Linked DNA regions of Canis lupus: region 1 is linked to region 2. A link is a contact called in public Hi-C data. All regions are on one chromosome and are shown on one strand. The core of a region is the stretch at or near the end of the contact, and the rest is flanking DNA. Distances in the headings are between cores, read along the strand shown. Region 1 holds the start of GOLIM4 (Golgi integral membrane protein 4). Region 2 overlaps GOLIM4 (Golgi integral membrane protein 4).

What was found. A called contact is a pair of places that touch in the nucleus more often than the background predicts.
Region 1: a Hi-C map of blood shows a contact between it and region 2, with 2.8 times the contacts expected there. The contact joins the promoter of GOLIM4 here to the enhancer-like site in region 2. A contact is called at or near these places in 5 of 9 Hi-C or Micro-C datasets (amygdala, blood, liver and 1 more).

What each region holds. Positions count from the first base shown.
Region 1 is chr34:33,130,308-33,135,675 of UU_Cfam_GSD_1.0, forward strand. It overlaps GOLIM4 (Golgi integral membrane protein 4), which reads right to left and starts at 3,991. Exons shown (of 15, transcript XM_038583819.1): 1 at 3,738-3,991. The coding sequence starts at 3,924.
Region 2 is chr34:33,085,124-33,090,308 of UU_Cfam_GSD_1.0, forward strand. GOLIM4 (Golgi integral membrane protein 4) reads right to left here. Exons shown (of 15, transcript XM_038583819.1): 2 at 2,443-2,517; 3 at 1,038-1,087. Among named protein-coding and RNA genes, the nearest start is that of GOLIM4, 47 kb to the right of the region's middle. Within about 2 kb of position 3,913, at least 5 of the 20 cell types and tissues checked have an H3K27ac peak or open chromatin away from gene starts, as enhancers often do.

The DNA.
Region 1 (5,368 bases), core at 2,741-5,240, 45 kb after region 2:
ACCTTTTCTTAATGGTTTCTGGCCATCACTGGGAAGACCAACAGCACTGCAATACTGTGATACAGTGCTTCCGGAATGAGGGGTTATTTGCCCCTAGTTTTAAAAAATATAAACAGTTCTATCTCGATTCCAGATCCTATTACACAAGGTTATTGCCTACCACTAGGGGTTACACCCTTCTCTTATCTGATCTGATACAGATCAGAGTTAATCGGTAACCCTACTTTAATTTTTTAAGTTTAAATTGTCAGTGAAGGTCCCTTCTCCAGAGGAAAGTACTCGGGTCTGTGTCGTCCACCTGTTTCCTTTGATGTTCAATCAGGTACAACCAAAGGAGGTAGCTGATTAGGAAAACAAATCTTGTGAAGTTCAAAACTTACACCCATGACAAACCTGGGAAGAGAAAGTCATGAAATATTATCTCACCTCAAACTGGGACCCTGATGATAACAACAGGTCACCTTTCATGAGAGGTATCTACTATGTGCCAGGTATGCGCTGGGAGCTTATTAGGAATTCATCGTTTTATCTTCACGTTAACCCTATGAAATAGGTCATTCTAATCTCCGTTGTATAAATTAAGAAAAATGAGGGCCAAGTTCACGCAGAAAGTTGCAGGACTAGAATTTGAATCACATGCTCAGGGTAAAAGCAACAACAACAAACCCCTCAGATGTCTTTGCAGCCAAGCAAGTAAATGTGTGAAACGGCTTCGTTTTTAGGGTGACAGGGCTGTAGTTCTCAACCTTGGCCACATATTGCAGTCACCTGGGGAGGACACCATCACCCACAGGTTGTGACTTCACTGGTTTGGGAGCTGCCGGTGGGATTCCAATGGGCAGTCAGCGCTAAGAACCACCGCGTATGGACACAGAGACTGGGGCATGGCCCACCTGAAAGCAGTTTTTAAAAAATTTAAGAGGTTACGTAAACATTGTGCCGGTCAAAGGTTGTTAACTACTGCCTCTGCCACCAAGATGTAACCTCTGCCCCCACTGGCTCAGGATAATTAATGTGCAGTAGAAGTGGGAGCTGGATAAGTAAATAGATATCCTGGCTGGCAGACACAGACGTTTGTTTTTACTGGAGAAAAGGTTGCCTAGCCTTGGAGCTTTCCCCAGGTTACCCCTCACCGTCTCCTATTTATGGATCGGGTCTTTACTGCAAAATGCATTTGGAGTCAGACATAACCTACTTTCAAAATAATTTCTGGAGTACAACCCATTCTTAAACTGAAGATGACCTAAATATGCTCACTTAACAAATGTATACCTTCAGATGAAAGGGCTAAACCACTTAAAACATTTCAAGAGTCATAGATATACACACACACACATATATATTTTGAAGAGGGCCACTCATAATTAACTCTGATCTTAATCCAAGCCAGGTCAAGAGATCTCACTTAACTAAACAAGTCCTAAGAATGGAGAGCCTAATGCCCTCAAAACAAATCTATGCAGGTGGTACAACACAGCACTGCTGAGGCAAATGTCATTTGTCATTGGAAGAGGGAAGCAAAGGCTGCATGCCATCAGAAAATCTTCATTAAATGGCCTGCAGATGTAAAATCCAAAATAAAAGCTAAAGGAGTCAATCGTGAATCCATGAAAGAAAGAAGAAAGAAAGAAAAGAAAAAGAAAGAAAGAAAGAGAGAGAGAGAGAGAGAGAAAGAAAGAAAGAAAGAAAGAAAGAAAGAAAGAAAGAAAGAAAGAAAGAAAGAAAGAAAGAAAGAAAGAAGAAACTGTAGCCTGCTTAGGGAACCACTCTTCATGCATGACCATATTGTTGCAGCACCAAAATTCAAGAGGAAATGGCAAAATACATTAAGAAACAGACTTTAAGGCCACTCAAACTAGCTACATTTTCTTTTCCTCTCCTGCTACAAAACAAATGTTGTGTATTTTAATGGCCTCGTATTACCACTTAGCACCACCAAAAAGAAGGCAAATAAAAGGAGAAAAGAAATTGAGATTGATTTTCAAAATGACATACTGCAAATACAGGCCATGACTCAGAAATCAGGGCCTCATCAATCAGTTCCAGCATTGTCTGCTGAGGAAATGCTCTACTCGGGCCGAATATTTTGTTGTTATTTTGTTTTTGTTTTTTCAAAAAGCAGAGACGGGGAAAAAGCCTGAGGAAGCAGACAAAAGTGCGTAAGATTAATTTTCACATCAATTAATTTTCACTGTTCAGGTAACCGTTTGTTGACTGAACAAATACATATTGATGCCCTCCTGAGTGTCAGGCACTGTGCAGTGCTGAGGATGTATGAACTTGACGGTGAACTTGACGGTGTCTATTTGCATGGGTCACCTAAACCAAGAGACCAAAGCACCAACCTCCTATAATCCACCACACACACCCCTTCCAGCCACAGGGTAAAAATCCAGTCTTGCCCTTGTAGTAGCGGAAGGCAAATTTTCCCCTTTGTCTAACTGCACTGAACTTCACAGGGAAACCACTCATGTCTTCTAAGTAAATAATACATAAATATCCAGATTCCGCATCCCAACAAGAAGTCATGGGTAAATTTCGACAAGTTTAAAGAAAAAAAAATTTTTCCCCCTAAGTCTGTATCAAAACAGGTTTTCCTTTTGAACCAAACCCAGCTCCACATATTTTCACTGCCTGTGGCTGTGCAGCTTCAGTAAGCTAAAAATACTTCCCTTTCTTCTAAGTTGGGAAGAGAAAATAAGACCAAGCAAATCAGCCGCATGTCATTTTCTCTCATTTTAATTTTTTTTTTTTTTTTACTAGAAAACACTCAAAATAGCCGAAGCAACGAAAAGGCATCTGTTTTCTATTTGTACACGCATACACGGACACCAACATCCATCCAGCTCGTCTCTTCCCAGTAATAGGAAATACGCTTTATTTGCATTATCAGCAAAGACTGTCAACATTTCACTACTCACAGCTTTCGGTCATTATATTTGTGGTTGCGGGGCGGGGGGGGGGGGGGGGGCGCCTAAGTGTTGAAAACCAGACACAAGTACAAGCTTTCGAAAAATACGTATATAGGATGACTGCGCTCCTAAGACCACATGGTGCTTGCTTTGCAGTCCAAGCGTCATTGAGGTCTCCGAAATGTACATTCAGGGAGATTCTAGAACAGAAGGATGGGAACTTTGCATCTTCTCGAGGGTCTTGCTCAAGTTGTGTTCATTGCATCCCACCAAATGAAAAAACTGTTTCTCCCCTTGGACTTCTGCAGGCTCACTGGAAAACACACACACGCACACGCCCCTACGTCTGTGACAAACGAAAAGTTACTCAAGGAAGAGAAACTCTGCACCCCCACCGCCACCCCCACCAGCCCCCAAAGCAAACTGCAGGACGGTGACCCGGTAGCCGTGGGTGCACTTCTCCAACTCTCCCAACATCCCTAAAGCCACCCTATTAAGTTAACGCAAACTGGCAGCGCCGGGCTCCGTGCGCCTGGGCCGTTAGTCTGGGCAGCCAGGTCCTGGCTAAATCTCACTTCAGAGAAAGAAAAAAGAAAAAAGAAAGCACAGCTGGGGGGGTCCCTGCCGAGCAGCCCCGTTTCTCGAGCTCCGGGCCGAGCCGGGTGCAGAGCGCACCGCCCGCGCCGGGACCGCGCGCCCCCGGGCCGCGCAGGCGGACGCGGCAGGACGGGCGCCCGCGGCGGGACCGACCTCGGAGGCCGCGGCCGGGGGAGCTGGGAGGCGCGGGTGTCACGTCCCCGGACCCCGGGGCCCCGCCGGCCGTACCTTGCAGCTGGGCGGACAGGGACTCCTGGTGCTGCTGGTACTTGAGCGCCACCGCCTCGGCTTTGCGCAGCTGCGTCTGCAGCTCGTAGTAGAGCATCGCGCCGTAGAGGAAGCCGAACACCACGGTGAGCAGCAGCAGCGTCTGGAAGATCCGCTTCTGCTTGCGGGAGCACATCCCGTTCCCCATAGTCCCGCCGCCGCCCCGCGGCCGCCCGCCGCCGCCCCTTCCCCCGCTGCGCCCCGAGCGAGCGTCTCAGCAGCCGCCGCCGCCGCCGCCGGAGGAGGAGGAGGGGGAGGGGGAGGGGGAGGAGGGGGGGGGAGGAGGCGGCCGGACGCGGCATGGGGAGGGGACGCGACACACAAAGCGGGGCCCGGGGGGAGCGCACACCCGTCCACGCCGCCCGGGCCGCGGCCGCCAAACTTCCGCGGGGCAGGCTGCGGGCGGGGGCGCGGGCCGAGGCGCGGGCGGGGGCGCGGGGGGCGCGGGCGGGGGCGCGGGGGGCCGCCCTGCGCATACTTCCGAGCGGGCCGCGGCCGCGCCGGTCCCCAGGCGCCGCCTGCCTTGTGTGCTTGGGTATTTTTTTTTTTTTCCCCTTTTCCTCCTCCTCCTCCCCACTTTTCGGCTCGGCTGCCCCCGGCGGCGCTCGGAGTCCCGCCCCGGCCGCTCCCGCCGCGCGGCTCTGCCGCCACCCAGAGGAGGGGGCGCGCCCAACAAAGGCCCCGGCCCGGGCGGCGGGGGAGGGGCGGGGCGGGGCGGGGCGGGGCGGGGGCCGGGGCCACGGCGGCCGCCGCCTCCCGCCCAACTTACGTGTCACCCGCGGCCCCGCCAGCCCGGCCGCCGGGACTCCGGGAGGAAGTCCCCCTCGGGCTCCCCGCTCATTGGGCCCGCCCGAGCCGCCGCGCCCTCCCTTCGGGCCCCATTGGACGCCCGCCTTGTCCGTCCGACCCGGCGCCGCGCCTCCCCTCCGTCCGCGGGGGCCCGCGAGGGGCGCGGGGGGGACACGCGGGGAGGTCGGGGCGCCCGGGGCCGGCCTGCGGCTGGGAGAGGTGCGGGGAGCGCACTGCGCGGGGTGCAGGACCCCCCGGGACGCCCGTGGGGACGGGGCAGGGGGGCCACGGGGGGAGGTCGAGGCGCCCGGGGCCGGCCTGCTGCTGGGAGAGGTGCGGGGAGCGCACTGCGCGGGGTGCAGGACCCCCCGGGACGCCCGTGGGGACGGGGCAGGGGGGGAAGGGGGCCACGCGGGGAGGTCGGGGCGCCCGGGCCGGCCTGCGTCTGGGAGAGGTGCGGGGAGCGCACTGCGTGGGCTGCAGGACCCCCCCGGGACGCCCGTGGGGACGGGGCAGGGGGGCCACGCGGGGAGGTCGGGGCGCCCGGGCCGGCCTGCGGCTGGGAGAGGTGCGGGGAGCGCACTGCGCGGGGTGCAGGACCCCCCGGGACGCCCGTGGGGACGGGGCAGGGGGGCCACGCGGGGAGGTCGGGGCGCCCGGGGCCGGCCTACGGCTGGGAGAGGTGCGGGGAGCGCACGTGCGCGGGTGCAAGCGCGGGCGGGTCCGGGACCCGGGACGCCCGTGGGGACCCGGCAGTGGGTGCAGGTGGGAGGGGAAGGGGGGCGGTGGGAGCAGCCGCCCGC
Region 2 (5,185 bases), core at 2,663-5,162:
AAGGCATGGCTTCATAAACGAGCAGCTTGGCAGGGCCCTGGAAATGATTTATGTCCCCTCTCAAGTTGCGAAGAACCAGGGCTCAGAGGCACAAGGCACTTGTCCCGAGACACAGTCACCGCGCGCAGCTAACACCCTGTGCCAGGGGCTCCGGGGGGCTGTGGCGATGAACCAGCGAAGGCCAGGCCAGGCCTCACAGGCTTTGCAAGGCTTAAGGAAGGGGAGAGAGAAGGCGCTTTCCTTCCCGGGGCTTCGGGGGTACGGCATTCTCCATCTATCACTCCACCCAAATGAGAATCTATTTCACAGACTGAAGAAACTGAGAAAGGATAAGCAATAAGCGGAGGGCAAGCATTTCCTTTAGAAGTCGAGCCAGGACTGAAACTTGAGTCTGGGCCATGTTCCATGCAGTGGGTTCGTCTGTGTCCCAGCAGGACACGGTTACACACGGACCCCCCACATTTCCATTGTCCGCCACGCCCCCCGCTCTATCCCACCTCCAGCCCAAGGACACCCTCAACCCTTTAGAGTTGGGGTTTTTTTTCCCCCATTTTTTTTTTTTTTTTTACAATTCCTAAAATGAACTGCAATTTTGCTCCATCGCTTTATTTTACTGCTTTACTCTTTTACTTGACAGAGAAACTGTGTTACGAAATGCACAACAGAAAGCACACAGTTTTAGTTGGGGCTTTTAAAAGCAAGTACGAGTTGAAAGCGGACAGCCTCCCAGCTATGCAAGGAACGGACCCTTCTCGATTTTAATACCCCCAAGATGCCAATGGTTCATCCAACCAATGCTTATATGATTTTCTTAGAGTAAGAGAAAAAGTTGCTTTGGTCTCCAGTTAATTTGGACTGTGCAAGTGACAGTAATGTTGTGGGATTCTTTTAGCAGCAAAAAATAAATAAATTACACACACACACACACACACACACACTCCAGCCCTATAGTCCTATGATCAACATAGTAAAAGATTTTGCCACTATTATTTCCCTCTCTTTTTCATAAAATAATTAAGAAAAAACCCCCAACTTACCCTTCCTTTATTTAGTGTTTCTTGTGCTTCTAACTTATAAACAAGAAAATCTAGAAAATAAAAAAAAATGGAGAAAATGGGGTGTAATTAACTCATTATGGAATTTTTAAACATCTAAAAGAATAAAAGCACATTTTGTACACACTTGTGGGAAATATTTTAGGTTTAAAAACAATCGGCTTGGTAGCCTACTTTGTTTTGCCTCTCAATGCTTTAGAAAGACTAGGAAAAAAACTATTAGATAATTTTCAGCTTTATTTTAAAGCTGTACATCTTGAATAAATAATGTATACATTATAACCAATTAGTTAGAAGTGAATTTATAACATGCACTCTGTGATTAACTCTCCTTGAAATTAAGGAGGAAAAAAAAATGAGGCACATCTGAAGACAGAGATGATTTACTGCTGTCCACTAGATGGCACGCTAAAATCATTCAGGACTTGAAAAGAGAAATCAAGCCACAGAACCCATCTCTAATGCTCTTAAGGCTTTATTATCCACTAGATGGCTCTATAAAATCACTCTGCATTTAAAGACAAGGAAAATCCAAATCCTATCAAAGCATTTTAATGATGCTAAACTCCTCTTCTTCATACAGGCTTAAACCGAGGGTCAGTAAAACATCCTAACCCATCCTGCCCTCCCACACTCCCTCCCTCCATCCCACGCCAACATAATGAGACAAAATACCTAACTTATATTTCCTCACAGGATTTCACAATACACGAGCAAATAAATCAAACGAAGAATGTGGATGATTTCCAATCACGAGCTGTATAGAGCCTATGCTTTATAGAAAAATTCTGTTAAAAGTCAATGGGTTGCCCAATGCCTGTGCTAGACGCTAATTTTCCAAATTGAACCAATCAGCTGTGCCAACAAAAGCCTTCACAAGATAAAAACAAGTGTGTAACTTAAAAGACACCCTGCAGAGGAAAACAAAAGAGACACCATAAGATGTGATCAATGTGTTATGTTGCAAACATAGATAAATGTCTGTATGCCTGTGTATGTGTATGAATGTATAAAATGTGTCATATTCCGGGCAACACATGCTGTTGCTTCTCGGATATCTATGGCCAGAATTTTCGGGGATGAGTGACATATGTGTGTAATATTCAGAGTTAAAGCTGTTTATTTCTGATATAATATGTGTAACCAATGCTATGAACTGCCTCAAGGTGGCAGTGAATGAAAGATTCGGGATCCAATCTTAAGCAGGAATTACCGTATTGTTCAATGCGTAACATACTGCTTGACTTTCTCTGTCTACTTATAAAACTGACTCAGGGCTGATCTGAGAAAGTTCTTAACAACAACAAAGAAATAGTAAAGCAAGCACGCGATGTTTCAAAGAGGAGTATGATAAAAACACAGAACACAAACTGCATTTCATATTTACCTTCCTTTGCTTTTTTATGTTCAAGTCTTTCCTTTTGCAAGGATTTCTCTAATCTTGATCTGTGTTCATACACAACTGAAAGAAAAAAGTTAAAATTTGTCGGCAAAGAATTAGAAACTCTAAAGTAAAGATAACATCAAATTTTCCAAACAGAGGGAGGAAAACACTTTGGGGTCTTCACGATTGAAATAAAAATGTATACATGTTTAAGTTCCACGTTCTGGGTTAAAAAAAAAAAAAAAAAAGTCACAACAGACCTAATTCTGAGCTGACTTCTGCACAGTCCGCACCTTTGAAAACAATACTCTGAAAGAGGCTTCCTTCCACCTTCTTTTTCCAGCTCCTTCTCCTGCTTCTCAAATACGAGCATCTGTCGAATACGAGGCTCCACGTCTTCTCCTGGGCCAATGTGTCCACTGTCTGGACCTCTCCCACCATGTGCCCCACAGCTCTATTTCTAGCTCCCACCTCTCTTAGTTTGCTGGAGACTCCGGGGCTTTTCCACCTAGCTACCCCCTAAGTGCTGCCAAGTCCACGGGATCTGAACCTGAACGAAGGCCGCACCCCCACTGGCATGAAAGAGACCGTGCGTCTCCCCTACATCAAGGAAAACACAGTGAGGGAGCCACAGAAGCCAAGAGGGGAGGGACCCTACAGAGAACCTACAGACGTCAGCTTCACATCTGCAGGAAGCCAACAGCAAAGTGAGGTCAGGCTGGAAGACGCCCCTGGACTTGGCCTGTCCCCACCTGCCCTGTCTACTCTGAAGAGCCAGCGATGCCGGGGGAAGAGAGAGGTAGTCTGGATGTCCTAGAGGGAAAACAGGGACGAGGAGCTCAGCAGAACTCTTCCCCACCTCGGCCTTCACATCTACAGCAAACAAGAGCTGGAGGAGTGGGAAAAGCTTTACTTTGGAACGAATAAAATAATTAAATGGCTATTTTATTTCTATAATAAAATGTATGCAGATGGACTAAACCAGACATAATACTTACTAGGCCGAGACTGTGTTTGTGGATACAAGTTATTAATACTTTTTTTTTTTTTTTTTAAATCTGAGATGTCAAGAAGCATCCAGGTCTGTGCTAAGATTTCATTCCAGGACTGAAAACCCAACCTCACAGAGTGGTTTGTACAGGCCAAGAAGGGTGAGGGGGGGAATGGCAAAAACTGAATTTCTGGTGTTTGCTTTGAATCCTCTGTTTGTGCAGCATTATGGTCACATATGACCTCAATCCCGTGCCAAACTAAGCCAAACCTGTCATTTGGTTCATCTACCAGCGTCTGGCTTCCCTTGGCTACCCTAAGACACAACTGAATCACCCATCGCTGACTCGCCAGATACAACACATACAACTGCCTGACACTACTGGCCATCCCAAAGCGCCGAGGTCACAGCAACTCCACCCACCCACCCCCACGCCTGCTCTAACTCCTTGTCACTTGAAGGGACGCCCTGTCCCTCCTGCCCTTTCTCCAGTGTCACAGCTGCCAGTTGCCAGCCACTACTGTCCTCCTCCCAGGGTGCCTGCCATCTCCTGGGAGAAGTCCATCTGCCAGTGTCCAAACCCTCGGGCTTCTCCCTACCCTGCATGTCTCATCTTGTCATCCCAGAGAAACCTTCCACTCTCCGGGCTCCCTCTACCACTACCACAACCCCTATCTCTACTCACACCTCTAACATCTCTGGGCACAACTCTCAGAATGCCTACTACCACCCAAACTGGCTTGGTGTCATCCCCTGGCAGGTGTATGCCTCAATCTCAACTTCCTCGTCCTCCCCAGCCTCTTACAAGTCATCGCAGCAATCCCTGCCTTGGTCTTTTTTTCCACCAGTGTTCTGTTTTCTTTGCCAGATGACCCCTTCCCCCCAGTGCTATGGTTATAAAGGATCTAATACAACTTTGCACGTACTGAGCCCCTATGTATCTGGAAGCACATTATGAGTAGGAATGCGAAATGAATCGCCATGAGCCTTGGCCATAAGCAGCTCAAGTGTAACACAGTGGACAGGGGAGGTGAATTTTAAATAATTAGAGCTAAATACACTTAGCACAATAAAAGCATATTTAAGCCCAAGGAAAGTCAAGGAAGAGCCCTGGATGGGAGAGGGGTGAGGGAAGACTTCTCAGAGGTGGTCATCTCTTGGCTGGCTTTGAGAAGGAAGAGCAATTCGATAGAAAAGTGTGCCACGGGAGACAGGCACCTCTGGAAGACATCACAGGGACGAAGGCACGGGGGTATGAAATTGAGCTAAACGTAGCTGTACTCTAAGCTTGCTTGTAAGTCCATTGTTAAAAAATCACATTTTTCCCCCCAAATAAGTCTCTATGGCAGATAAGTCCATCTGCCAGTGTCCAAACCCTACTAAAACCAAGAAGTTCCTTGAATGGGTACTAACAGTATCATCTGGAATGATGTTTGGAACAAGGCAAGGGAAGAAAAGATTAGCACTACAGAACCTCACTAAGCCAAGCCCTAAACTGCAGGCTCATGGACTTTGAGAATTTCAATCAGGTGGGAAACATTTACAGGGGAACAAGTCCGTGACGGTGCTATCATGACATCCCAGAGGCAAGAACAGGATGCCCCAGGCACACCTGAGCTCCCCAGTGGGAAGGAAATATCCTGCCTCTCCTCTAATCCACTGGCCAAAGTTCCCAGGTCTGGGTAGAGTCGTGGGAACACAAACGTGCCCGGTACCCTGGAACTGTGGTGCACTAGCTGGATATGGGGTAGATGA